Regions from separate parts of the Zea mays genome. Here region 1 is linked to region 2. Evidence: chromatin contacts called from public Hi-C data. All regions are on one chromosome and are shown on one strand. The core of a region is the stretch at or near the end of the contact, and the rest is flanking DNA. Distances in the headings are between cores, read along the strand shown.

The links. A called contact is a pair of places that touch in the nucleus more often than the background predicts.
Region 1: a Hi-C map of ear shows a contact between it and region 2, with 1.8 times the contacts expected there. The contact joins the promoter of LOC100284598 here to the enhancer-like site in region 2. A contact is called at or near these places in 5 of 25 Hi-C or Micro-C datasets (ear, endosperm, leaf and 1 more).

What each region holds. Positions count from the first base shown.
Region 1 is chr6:141,028,429-141,035,255 of Zm-B73-REFERENCE-NAM-5.0, reverse strand. LOC100284598 (NADP-dependent malic enzyme) reads right to left here and starts at 3,092. Exons shown (of 9, transcript NM_001157493.1): 1 at 2,904-3,092; 2 at 2,176-2,523; 3 at 1,897-2,068; 4 at 1,642-1,737; 5 at 1,416-1,487; 6 at 1,215-1,298; 7 at 957-1,055; 8 at 783-830; 9 at 1-644. The coding sequence starts at 2,992.
Region 2 is chr6:140,960,413-140,967,049 of Zm-B73-REFERENCE-NAM-5.0, reverse strand. No RefSeq gene overlaps it. Among protein-coding and RNA genes, the nearest start is that of LOC100284398, 54 kb to the right of the region's middle. Within about 2 kb of position 2,514, at least 8 of the 20 cell types and tissues checked have an H3K27ac peak or open chromatin away from gene starts, as enhancers often do. A contact at or near this core is called in ear, where this site is marked.

The DNA of each region.
Region 1 (6,827 bases), core at 1,843-4,342, 68 kb before region 2:
TCAGGGCGTGGCAGGCGGCTGGCGAGGCCGAGCTCGTAGGCCTTGGCAGCCACCTTGGCGGCGATGCGCGCGGAGATGGCGCGGATGTTGGTGAAGGGCGGGAAGATGAGCCCCTTGGCGAAGTGCTCCTCGGTTACCTGCTCCGCCAGCGCCTCCGAGGCGGCCAGCAGCATGTCGTCGCGGACGCGGATGGCGCCGGAGATGACGACGCCGAGGCCGAACCCCGGGAAGATGTAGGCGTTGTTGGACTGCCCCGGCACCAGCACCTTGCCGTCCAGCTCCACGCTGTCGAAGGGGCTGCCGCTCGCGAACACCGCGCGGCCCTTGGTCCAGGTGTAGGCCTGCTCCGCCGTGCACTCCGAGTGCGAGGTCGGGTTCGACAGCGCGAAGATGACCGGCTTCTCGTTCTGGGACGCCATCGCCTCCACCACCTCCTTGGTGAAGGTGCCGCCCTTGCCCGAGGTGCCGATCAGCACCGTCGGCTTCAGGGACTGCACGGCCTCCAGCAGGGTCGCCACGGGCTCGTGCTCGTGCGCCCATGGCTTCTTGAACGCCTGCAGCGAGTCCTTCCGTGACGCCACGATCAGGCCCTTGGAGTCCATCAGCCAGATCTTCGGGCGGCACTCTTCGATCGGAGACCCAGTCTGCTTATATTTATTGTTATGTTAATTTGTATTTGGAACAATCAACACATCGGGAACGGTAATTCTTTTTTTTTCCCATCAAGAAGAGTAAGAAACCATAGATCGATCATTGGACAGAGTGGCAAATTAGTTGCTTACATGTTTGGACATCTCGAGAGCAATGAGCTCGGCAATGCCAGTCCCGGCCTGCAGATGAACAAACACAACGTAATCAGAGAAAAGAATGAGGCCGCGAGTGATCCGAAGCTTTGATCGGCAAAGAAAAGATAGGGTAACACTGATGCAGTATACTAGCAAGTCAAATCGACCGACCTCGCCGGCGCCGAGGAACAGGTAAGTGTGGTCCGCCAGTGTCCCGCCGACCACCTTGAGCGCCGCCAGGAGGCCAGCGAGGACCACGGATGCTGTTCCCTGCAGCAATCACACACATCCGCATCGTTTTCGTTCAGCACGGTGGAAAGAAACGGACGACGGAACGAGCACAAAACAGGCAGGCCCCTGTTCTGAACTTGGCATCCATGGTGCTACTGTTTGCCTGTGATGCGCTGTCACAAGGAAAGCCTAGCCTACCTGGATATCGTCGTTGAAGACGAGATGGCTCTCCCTGTACTTCTCGAGCAGGTCAAAGGCGTTGTGGTTGGCGAAGTCTTCGAACTGCACGGTCAGAGGTCAAAAAGAACATCCATTTCAGATCCAGGATGAGAGAAAGTTCGGCCAAAAAGGCGAAAACCAACAGCTGGTAGTATCTGTGGCTGGTCCACTGAGACTGACCTGGGTGAGGACCTTCTCGCCGTAGTTTTGCTTGACGGCGGTCATGAACTCTTCAAGAAGTTCATGGTACTCCTGTGAACCATCAAAAACACAAGCCACGTCTCAATAATCCAGACAAGAGACTGGTTACAGGTTCAACAAAATCACCAGCTGCAAGTGGGTGAACAGAACAGCCATGTAGGGGTAGAACTAAATCAATGGAGGGGATTGCAGATGAGTTGCTGACCTCGCCGGTGGCACGCCTCTGGCGGAGGCCGATGTAGAACTCGTCCTTGAGCAAGGCCTCGTTGTTGGTGCCGACATCAATTGTGATGGGCAGGCACTGCAGCAGCGTAAACATTATTACGACCAATAATACTGAAGTAGTAGTAATACTGAAGAAAAAAAATCGATTCCAAATCTTTCCTACTACGACTAGTGCTACAAGTTTATTCCGACAGAGTAGTAATACTGAAGAATGAGCATTGTGAGCAGCACTTACAGCTGACGGGCGAACACCTCCGAGGGCAGTGTAGAGGGAGAGCTTGCCAACGGGAATTCCCATCCCCTGGCAACCGAGATCACCGAGGCCGAGGATGCGCTCGCCGTCGGTGACGACGATGACCTGGATGCTCCTCTCGGGCCAGTTCTTGAGCACCTCGAGGATCTTGCCCCTGGTTGAAAAGGCAGCGCGCATGAATAAGTACAGAGCAATGGAGGAAGAACACAGAAGAAAGAGACGGAGAAGGAGAGATAGAGTAGAACAGAGAGAGTGAATTACTTGTCCCTGAGGCTGATGTACAGCCCCTGCGGGCGGCGGTAGATGCTGCCGTACTTCTGGCATGCCTCGCCGACGGTGGGCGTGTAGACGACGGGGAGCAGCTCCTCGACGTTGTCGATGAGGAGCTTGTAGAAGAGCCTCTCGTTGCGCTCCTGCAGGTCCATCATGGCGATGTAGCGGTGCAGCGGCTGCTCGTACCGGCGCAGGTTCTGCATGAGCTTCTTCTCCTGCAGCTCCTGCGACGCCAGCGCCGGCGGCAGCAGGCCCCGGAGGTAGTGCGCGTCGCGCTCCGCCTCCGAGAAGGCCAGGCCCTTGTTGTGCCGCGGGTCGCGCAGCAGGGTGTAGCCGCTGGATGGAGGAGGAGGAGGGAAAAAGAAACCGATCGTCAGATCATGACATGCAAACTTCGTCAGATACGCTTTTACGCGCGCATAATATATTATACGCTGGAAGAAATCGCTGACTGGTGTCGGTCTACTGTACAATACTACTGTATACCATAAGAATAATAATAATTGATGAAAAAAAATGTGCAAAACTGTGGCGAATGGCGACGAATCGAAGATGTTTGGACGAAGACGGCAAAAGAAAAGGCAGCTTTCGCATAACGTGGAGAGGAATGTTTGGTTAGCGTAGGCAGGCGGCGCGCGAGGGCGAGAGCCGAGAGAGAGAGAGAGGTGGAAGAAGACGAGATCGTGAGCATGGGAATGGATCCGAATCGATGGGACCTTGCGACGGAGAAGGCCCACGGCGTGATCAGCTGCTCCTCGGTAGCGCGGTCCTCGCCGTACACGTCCTCAACGCCGCCGCCCGCCATCTCGCCCGCCTGCCCTCTCAGGGTCCCTCGGCGCCGGCGAAGACAATGAACGGACAACGAACGAGCGAGCGAGCGTTTGTTTCTGTCGCCGCGGGTTCAGATCTGGTTACAGGAGGAAGACGGATGTGGAAGAAGAAGCAACGGACGGTGACGCGGATTTATAGCGCTCCAGACGCTGAGTAGTCTCCACGGGCAGGGGCAGGGGCCCTGAAAAGTAGTAGTCCTAGTCGCTCCCCCTCCCAGCCCAGGTTTGCCACGGCTGGGGCCCGCCGCGTGTGGAAGCGAGGAAAGGTCGGGGACGCGAGCGGATGGTAAACGCCGCGGCGAGGGAGGAAAGCCAAAGGGAACTTGTGGAAAGGTGGTGTGTGTCCTGCAGCTGCTGCTGCTGCTGCCTGCTGGTGGTGGCCGGTGGGGAAGGGAAGCTGCCCGCCGACGCGGCGAGGAAGGCAGACCAAGGCCCAATGCCCAATGGGTTGGTGACTTGGTGGTGGTGGAGCAGTCGTCGGCCTCGGTGCCGGTCGGCTGGTGAGCCGGGATCCTGCCTGCTGATGAGTTTGGTGTTCCAGCAGCGGGCCTGGCTTCCGCGCCTGGTATGGTACGCGAACGCCGCCGCCTTGCACCGAAATATTGCACGTACTGTAACTTACTAGCAGTGGCTGCCGCTGCCATTGGCCATCTTGCTTGCGCACGCAGCAGGCAGGGGCGAGCGCGCGCACCGGACCACTGCCGGAGTGCCGACTGTTTTGATGACTAGGTGTGCCGCGGACGCTGTATGTATTAGTATTACCGCCATAAATCCACAGGAAAACTGCGTGCCAGATCCAAACCACAGTAGCGCCTTCTTTCTGGTTGGCGGATTGGCGCACGGGCGCCCACGTACCATTGCTCGCTATCGCGCACCGTCCAACGTGCTCCGTACTTATTTTCCTAAATTTTATTTCCCATCGTAACTCTGGGTTTTACTATCTGCCTGCTAGTGAGAGTATATTGTTGCGGTTTTCATTTATAAATAGGAAGTATAAAATATAAAAATATATGTGTTCTACGTGAATCTAGATTTAAAAGCCAACAACTATAGTTTAAATCCTCATTTGTACATAATTTTAAAAATTTTACATTTAAACGTATGGAGCACGAGGATCATACAATCGTGGAAACTGATTCTTAATGTAGTAGAGTGGACACTCGGCAAAGAGTGAGCCTTTGCCAAGTGCCACTCTGTGGGCACTCGGCACAGGCTCCGTCGCCGTGACGGGGACTTTTATTTACCGATTATAGGTTGACACTCGGCAAAGTCTTTGTCGAGTGTCCGATAAAAAGTACTCGACAAATAAGTTGTTATCGATGTACAGTTCACCGAACTTTCTTTACTGATTGTTACACCCAGGAAAGCCTTCGCCGAGTGTTTTTCAAGCTTTGTCGAGTGTTTTAGACACTCGATAAAGCTGCTGATTCCGGTAGTGAGTAGAGACTACTTAAATTATATACTACTTGATCCCTTGAAGCAATGTTTTTACTTTAAACTTTTAGTACGGTTTTTAAACATAACTTTTCGGATATATATTTTCATGCAGATTTTTCTCCACGGGATCTGTTCGGGAAAAAATATCATCAATCTATTTTTTTAATATAATAGACTTCTTTAGACACGACTTGTAAAGATAAGCGTTTAGAGGTTCTTTGAGTAAAACTTCATTTAGATCAGCTAAACTTTCCATAAGCTACAATAGCCTAAGAGAGCGGCTAATAGCTTTTTTTGACCATCTGGGTAGTTGAATAGTTTCGAACGGGCTATAAACCAAGCTGTTTGCACCGTCTAGAGATTTTTATAGCAGCTACCATCTTTTTTTAGTCTATCTAAGAGATTTCTGTACCATGTTTTTTTAGTCTATCTGAGATTTTTGTAGCAGCTACAATCTTTTTTAGTCTATCTAAACATGGTCTAAGTTTTGACATTTGCGTGAGCATATCCAATTGTATTTGGACTTGGACGTATACTACTATCTAGCAACCTTGAGACGGAGGTGGAGGCAACGACATGAAACGGTGCGATGAGTTTATACACATGGAAAGAACGAATATTAAGGTTGTGTTCAGCATATCGTGTATATAGTCATATAAAATATATTTTTATAATATAGACAGAGAGTGGAGTTTGATATATGTGATGAAATAGAAGAGCTACTGGAGATAGCTAAAGAAAGGAGGAAGTGCAAGAATTACGATGTTGCATGATTATGGAGACATGGAAGGGCAAAGAAAAAGAAACAACCAAAACGCTAAAATAGACTAATATATAGCTCGTGTTAACGCTACGATCCAGAAGAGAGGAGGGTCAACGACGATGGCGACGAGGCGAATGAGGGGAGGGGGAGGGGTGGCGGGGATACGAGGGGAGGGAGAGGAGGAGGTTGGGGGCGGCAGGGTCGTAAGAGAGAGAGAAGGATGATCTAAATAATATTATCTATTGGATTTGACTAAGTGAGATAGGATTATCCAGCGATTTGAATCATTCGTTTTGATGGTGTGTTAAGTCCGAGTGTAAGTTGTTTAGTGAATTTAGTGGAGGTTATAGGTGTGGGGTGATTTGGTTAGATGGATATTGCTGGATAACCGTCTCTCCCTTAAATCCAATGAACAATATTATTTTGATCATCTCTTATCCCTCATCCTTCCCTGCAACCCCCCACTCGTAGCCTCCCCTCTCCCCCGCGTCCCTCTGCCCCCTCCCCCTCACTCGCGTCGTCGCTGTCACACCCCTCCCCTCCCTAGTATCATAGATTAGCACGGACTATATACTAGTAGCTATGAGGGATATACCTTCAATTTGCATTTTCATAATATTCATTTTTAAAGAGCGAATAACAAGATCCAAACAATAGAAGAGGGGGGCAAATATGCCTAGTACCATACATTTGGTTTTGATCTTCTTTCTCTGATAGTGTATATACAGTATACCTACCATGATAAAGCATAAATATTGACACAAATCTAATACACTAAAGTTCATATGCTACAACTTGTAAAACATCAATCTAGATGAGATTTTCTATTTTACATACCAGAAAAGAAAAGAGCACAAACTTAGGGTATACTCTTGCATGGTTCCAACTCCGACAGTGGACCACACCAAACTTGTAGATAGAATCATTAAACGTGAAGATTGTTGGCTCTTTTTTTGTCCCAGTCATTTTTGTTTTTGTGATTGATGATTGATGATTGATGACGATGTGGGATGCAAATAAGATTGTTTATTAGATTTGAGTGAGTGAGAGAAATGAGAGGTTTAAACTGATTTCACCCCTTGATTTCGAATGTGTGATGTATGTGGGTGCCATTTGTTTGGTGCATGTGAACCATGTCGATCGCCCCTCTTGACTTGCATGATTGATGATTGATGACGATGTGGGATGCAAATAAGTTTGTTTATTAGATTTGAGTGAGTGAGAGAAATGAGAGGTTTAAACTGATTTCACCCCTTGATTTCGAATGTGTGATGTATGTGGGTGCCATTTGTTTGGTGCATGTGAACCATGTTGACCGCCCCTCTTGACTTGCATGCGACTCCTCGTAGGACTCTGGTACTACACTACTGCTAGCTTGGGTATGGTGGGTGAGCAAGTGCTAGCCTAAGGAGACTGCAATGTAATGTTGCTCCTTAAATAGGCTCGTGATCGATACCAACTAAGTACCTGGCGAGCTGCATGAAGTGTAGGGCGCGATGATAAGTATGGTGTGGCGTGACGATGGGACGACAATGTGGTGGAGTAGCATGATGAAAAGGCAGGAGTGCGGCAGAAGGACCACGAGCAAAAGGAGAAAGAAGAGGATGGGT
Region 2 (6,637 bases), core at 1,265-3,764:
GCTATGTACCTAGATGATGAGCAACAAGTATCACTAGGGAGCAAGAGAAAGGAGGGAGGATCTGCAGCAGGTAGCATTAAGAAGAAGTACAAGTCACTTGTTCCTGAACAAAGAGGGAGTGCCAAACAAGCTTGAAATGCTTCTGGTTTTTTGTGTTTTTTGTATAATACCTATGACATGTACTGTGAATTGTACTATGAACTTTAGAAGGAGCTGGTTGTACTCTTTTCCTTCCTAGGATTTTCTCATGAGGTGTGAGTTTTTACCTAGGAAGGTTTTTAATGAGACGACATTACACTAAGGCTCCAAATTAATTATATATTTACCTAATTGTCTTGTTCAGTGATGTTATGTGATAAATGTTGAGATGAATGTCTTATGTAGTACAATGAAATTATGAGACCCATGATGCATTGTGTGTATAATTCTGTGTTTTTATGTATAATTATGTGATTTTGTATTTCTATTCATGGTCCGGGCCCGGCACGTCACTATCGGGCTAACTGGGCAACCAGCCCGGCCCGTGAAGCTATTAGCGTCCCGTGTCTAGACTGTCAGTTCAGCCCTCGTGCCAGCCCAACTAGGCACGGGGCACGTGCCAGTACACATTGAAGTCGTGTCGGGCCGATGCGTGCCCGGGCCAGACATGTATAATGGAAACAACAAGGCAAATATAATAAATTGGTTTGATTGGATCGATCGTGATGGTGCCAATCGACCATACCCCTTCATTTATATAAGGAGGAGATCTGCACTCGTTACAAGCCGATTCCCAAACAAATCGCGCAGAGTTTGCTAACAAATCCTGAAAGAAATAAAGAACCCTAACAGTATCTTTTCTCACGTGGATCGGGCCGAACGATCCGGCTTGCTCCTTTGGTGCTCAACACATGTCCCTTGCCTTTTAGTGGAGCTTGACGAACTAAAGCACTTGTACTGTCATCACCTTTCGAGAAACAATAAATCTCATAAGTCATTTTATTCCTAAAATAAGAACTCAGCTTGATGCAAGTTGTCGGCTCCTTCGACCAATAGGATAATCATTTAATAAGATTTCAATACATAAAGATTGTTTAGAATTGTACCTTTCTCGACCATGACTATTTTATTAATTGGTCAATAGGCAGAAAATTATGTTGCCTTGGTGGATGACCGGGGTTGTCGTGTCGTCTTTTGGCGCTTTTCTTGGTTCCCAACGCTGGAGACGTTGAGTTTGAGGTGATCAAAACAGCACCCCGTTTTTTGCTTCAGCTTCCGGCCCGTGAGAAATGTGTACCCTACACCAATCCATTTGCTCCGAACAACAGAGGCAACAAATACAGAGCTCCCTTGCCTGCCTGCACAATTGAGAACTTCCCCTGTAAAAAAATGTACCTGGGCATACCACTGTTGGCGTTCAAGGTAAGGCACAGCTATGAGCAGAGACGGATTCCATGCTGGAAAGGCTCTCTTCTCAAATCCGGATTCCATGTTGAGTCATTCAATGTGTGGTATTAGATTTGACGCACATATAAGATGCATCTAGATTTGTCCTTAAATCCGGATGTCTCACAACTCAAACATTAAATTATTTAACTCAACATTACTATCTTGTTAGCTATACAATTAACCGCAATAGATGGGTCCCAAGAATTTGGGGGCCTAGGACGGTCGCCCTGGTAGCCCTATGCCTAGGCCCTAGAGTCGGCCCTAGTTTGGGTACTTGGTTAATTACCGTGCTTTATACAAGGGATGACAATTTCAACCCGCAAACCCGAAAACCGCGGGGTATGTGACCTGATGGGTGCGAGTATGAGTGAAGATTTTGACCCACGGATGTACCTGCACCAGACCCGAAGTTTCACGGGTGTGGGTACGGGTTTCTATTTCAACCCGCGAGTGACCCGCACCCAACCCGAAATTTGGTTCATTCTTTCTTTTGCACAAAAATGATTAAGATACAATATTAATTATTTTGAATAAGTAACTTGACTATTGACTAATGATTTATGAAATGTTTTGTTGGTGTTCAACGTAAAAAGGTTTAAAGTCCGTACATATAACTCAATTATTGCTGCTATTTAATTGCTTATAGCTAAATTATTGTTTAAAAGTGTGCACTGAGTAAAACTCGCGAGTGATCCGAATGCACCCGTGTGGGTGCGATCACGAGCGTGTTTAGGTAGACTTCACAGGTGTAGTCCAAGTGGGTTTTTGCTCCACCCAATCCGAACACGATTCATTGTCATCCCTACTTGGTACTACTGCTTAAACGTTCTACTTCCTCTTGATGAAAAACATGCTATAGTACAGTCGTGGGAAAAAAAACCAGGCATAGCTTCTTTATAACAACCAGCAGAAATATTATTTCTCCCTACGTAATAATAATATTATTTTCACACGGGAAAGCCCTATTTTGATTAAACAGCATAACTAGAATGCACAGATTTGAGGAGCATCAATACAGAAACAGGAGGCATCAGCCCACTAACAATTTGACATACAGAAGCTAGGCTCTGACTTAGAGGCCCAGAGCCCACCCAAGCTTTGCAAAAAAAAAAAAAAAAAAACGCCAACCAGCGCATTACGGACCTCGGGACCTACCAAGATCGAATGAAAAGTTGAGCGTTTTACTTTCATAGCTTTACGGGCCAACCTCGCCTATCCAAAGTCCAAACACAATTGCTGCATTAATGTTGGGCGATAAGCAGCTCATATAAGGCTATGTTCGGTTATTCGAATTTCACGAGAATAGAAGTGCATTGAAATAGATTGAAATGAATTTTAACTTGCTATGTATTTAAATCGACTCAATACCACCATATCTACATATATTAACGGTGAAACGAATAAGCACTAAAGTGTCTCCTGCATCATCCTGACCACCATTCATCCATTCGCACCACTCAGCATTGTTGACTCACTCGATGTCCAGCTTAGCATACAATCATGTCCAATAACACATAAGTGTACATGTATAACAAATAATTTGTAATAAAGTTTTTAAAATAAGTATTGTTTCGAGTCTTTTATAAGACCTAGAATATAACTGGTACACATACAACCTGATTGTATGGATGCACGTCCATGCGCAGGCTAGCGCCGCCCTGGCCAGTCAGATACGATAATTTTGAGCGTTTAGGTGGATGCAGATTAATAGCCTTAAAATGGCTTATTTTACATCCAGCCATACAGGCTGTGAGTCACACATGCAAGCAACCAAACATAATCCCAAATAAAGTCAACGTATGAGGTGATCCAAGATGAGTTGGTGCGGTTAACCAATCAGACAGATAGTACTTCTATCCAAAAGTCAACCAAAGTTCACACCACTTCTAACATTGATACAAGTTCCGATAAACAGTAGTTGCACTAGTAACTTACTCGCTTGAGCCTTTGACCGTTGTGTTTATACATTCAACACAACATTTGTTGTTAATATGTAAGGACAATATACGTTGATATATACATATAAAAGTGGCAGCATTAGCTGAACAACTACAATAGTAGTACATGTCAGTTTAAAAATATAGAACATGAGCAACATAGATAATATATTACAATAGTGTTGTTTGTAAAGAGCGAAGTTGATATCAGGAACATACCTATCTCTTTCGCGACACCTTGTCATCAATGGCGATTACATTTTCGGTCAACACATTGATATGCCAAAGAAGGTAACACGAAAAATTGCATCAACAATATGTAATTATCTTAGGGAAAGAACACTGAAACATGTGTACCGGTGAAACGTGAAACACTATTTGGGCACGGATATACCACATTTGTATCATGAAGTGAAAAGTGGCCGCCTAACTGAATTAGATCCCATCAATGGAGCACTCAATCAGAGGCGTGTGGAGATGCAGAAGTAAACCAGAGGCGCATCGAAACGATGAAGGGGTTGTTGTGGAGCATAATAGGCAAGAACAAAGGGCGATAAGGACCTAGCACATCGGCTCGCCGCTAGGATAGCAATGTAGATATGCCTTATTGCAAGCTAAGCCTTCCGATTCATTGATTAATCGTGCGTTAGTTGCCCAATAATCCACTGACATTTGTCGTTGCATCGCATTTCTCGCTCAATTGATTGTCTAATGAAGTCGATCTAGCTCGACAGGTGGACATGGCCCAGGATTTGATCGGGCGATCGATGTTATGGCTGGTGGTAGGTGTTGTCGGGGCATGGCTAGCCAGGTTGCGTGGTGAGGAGTCATGAGGCCACTGAGTAGCGACTTGTGTGCGGCCGTCTACTGCTTCTACTAACTGTTGCGGCTATGGTTGTGCTCATCGACAGGTTGTACTTCTAGCTGGTGATCTCGTTGTTCCAGCTACCCAACTTAGGCGTCGCCGGTTGCCACCTCGATGGTCGGGTAGCCGGAAATTCGTCGTCTGACGATCATGATGATATATTGGCAACCACTCTTGCTAAGTAAAGCAATTGAATGATTTATGCAATGTTAAAGATACATTCTACAAAATATTTGGCGTAGCCTCATTCCTCCTAAGCAGTCTAATTCAATGGAACATAAGAAGGCGCCGAGTGTAATTGCCTCCATGACCATCAAAAACACCAAAGAGTGATATCTCGCTATCAAGGTTTAGCATTGCTAAATGCTGCATTGATGTACAAATTGTTAAACATTATATCATGGGACTATTTCAGAAATGTCTTGACTGGGTGTAAGGAATACTATCACATCTAGATTTAGATTCGTCACTACCATAAACCTATAAGCTTAAAGCAGTCAAAAAGGTATAGCAGCTTATGATAATAAGAAAATAATATTTATATGCCTAAAGTATATTATGAGTGGTGATAAAATGTTTATGACTAAGTAAATTTACCTATTAAAGGGGGAACATGCCTACGTTCAAGTTCTGGTAGTGTGAAATGTGAATCTTTTGTGTATCTAGCTTCTTCTAACACATGAATCAATACTTTGTGTAATGCACAATAAATGCCTTAACATAAGCATATCCAGAAAAGGCTAATGTTAATAAACCAGAAATCCCTAGTACAAACATATCTCTATTGCTCTGTCATAAATGAAACTATCAGATCTCGCGAAAAATAATTTGAAAGAACATCCACACTATATACTGGCAAATATTGGAGAATTTTGATAAAAACAATATAGGGCTTATTTAGTTCGTGGGTAACTGCTCCACACTTTACCTAAGGTTAGTCGTTCCGATTGAAGAACTAATCTTAGACAGAAAAGTTAGACAGAGTATAACAAGTTAGACAGCGAATCAAACAGATCCTTGTTTTTGAACTAATAATTATATTTAATCTTTTCAACATGACACTGGAAAAACATACTACCTCTTTTCTTAAAAATTTGTCACCCACTAGCTCATTTTTGAACTAAACTGTGACAAATAAAAAAAGAATGAAGGAAGTATGTAACAGTAATAATATAATCTCCAAATGTAAAAATAAAATTGTAGAGATATATAATATATATTAATTATTGCTTCAATTTAAAAATAGTCAAAAAAAATATTGGATGCACACGCATCGACACGTGTTGTGAATCCACGCTTAGATGCACAACGGTCATTTCACATTCTACTCTGGAGCACGTGATGGGATGCCATCCATCGAGGCATCGACCCTCGCACTCTGCCGGATTTCTACTTGAGCTTACAGTCTCCTAGTCGCATCGGTATGATATCGTGCCCGTGCTGTGAAAAATCTCCATGGATTTGATGGCGATGTTGTGTTTGATCCAATTTATTGCCATACTTTATTATTGCTAAACCAATCATAAGGACAAGATTAACTCGGTTGGGTTTGTTGCTAAACCTGCTGTGGCTGTGGGCTTGTGGCCTGTCTACAACGCCGGGGAAGAAACGGCAAATGTTGTTGCGACATGACACCGCATGTAGAATTACATCTCCATGCCATGATTCCCTCGTAGAACTTTGCCAAAAACGTGTTCTTTTATGAATCACTTTTGTGTTTCTAAATCCCACTCAGACGTCTTCAAATGCCTTTTCTTGTGAAATGACTGCCGCGCACTGGGGACTCAGGTGGCCGTGTGAAGAAAATTCCACTTGCAAAATTTGCAATAAGCCATATGTGCCACCTGCTCCGCGAGCCTGTGACTTGTTTACCTTTTTATTTCCTTTGGGCACATGCGTCGAACTCCCACCTCATAAATATAAGTCTGTTTAGGTTTGTCCGATGCTAGTTCATTACTTTGTTTGGTTATTTACATCTAATTTACATGCTTCTAAACTCAATAATGTAAAAAGTATTGGCCGATGTTTGTAGTAGAGGCCAAAATTTGTCCTAGATTGATTTATTTTAAATGGCATGGCATGCCCTTTATTGATAAAGGGATAGTATGGCTCAAGCCATGATCGCAAAAAGGGAAAAAATTAACTACATCGCAAAGTAGCGAAATGGCTAAGTATTTGTTTGGCACAGCTCAACTCATCAGTGAAGCTGCTTTTTTAGCATCACACACAGCTTTCTCAGTGAATCTAATGCTGTTTTGAAGGCCTGTTTGGCAACACAATTTTGTATTTACATTGTTATTGCTTAACAACACCAGGGTGCATAGAGTACTAGAGAGAGTTAGGAGGGAGAACGACACATGTTGGCGATCGTGCTGAACATTGGCACGAGTAGGAGCCACCATGCTAG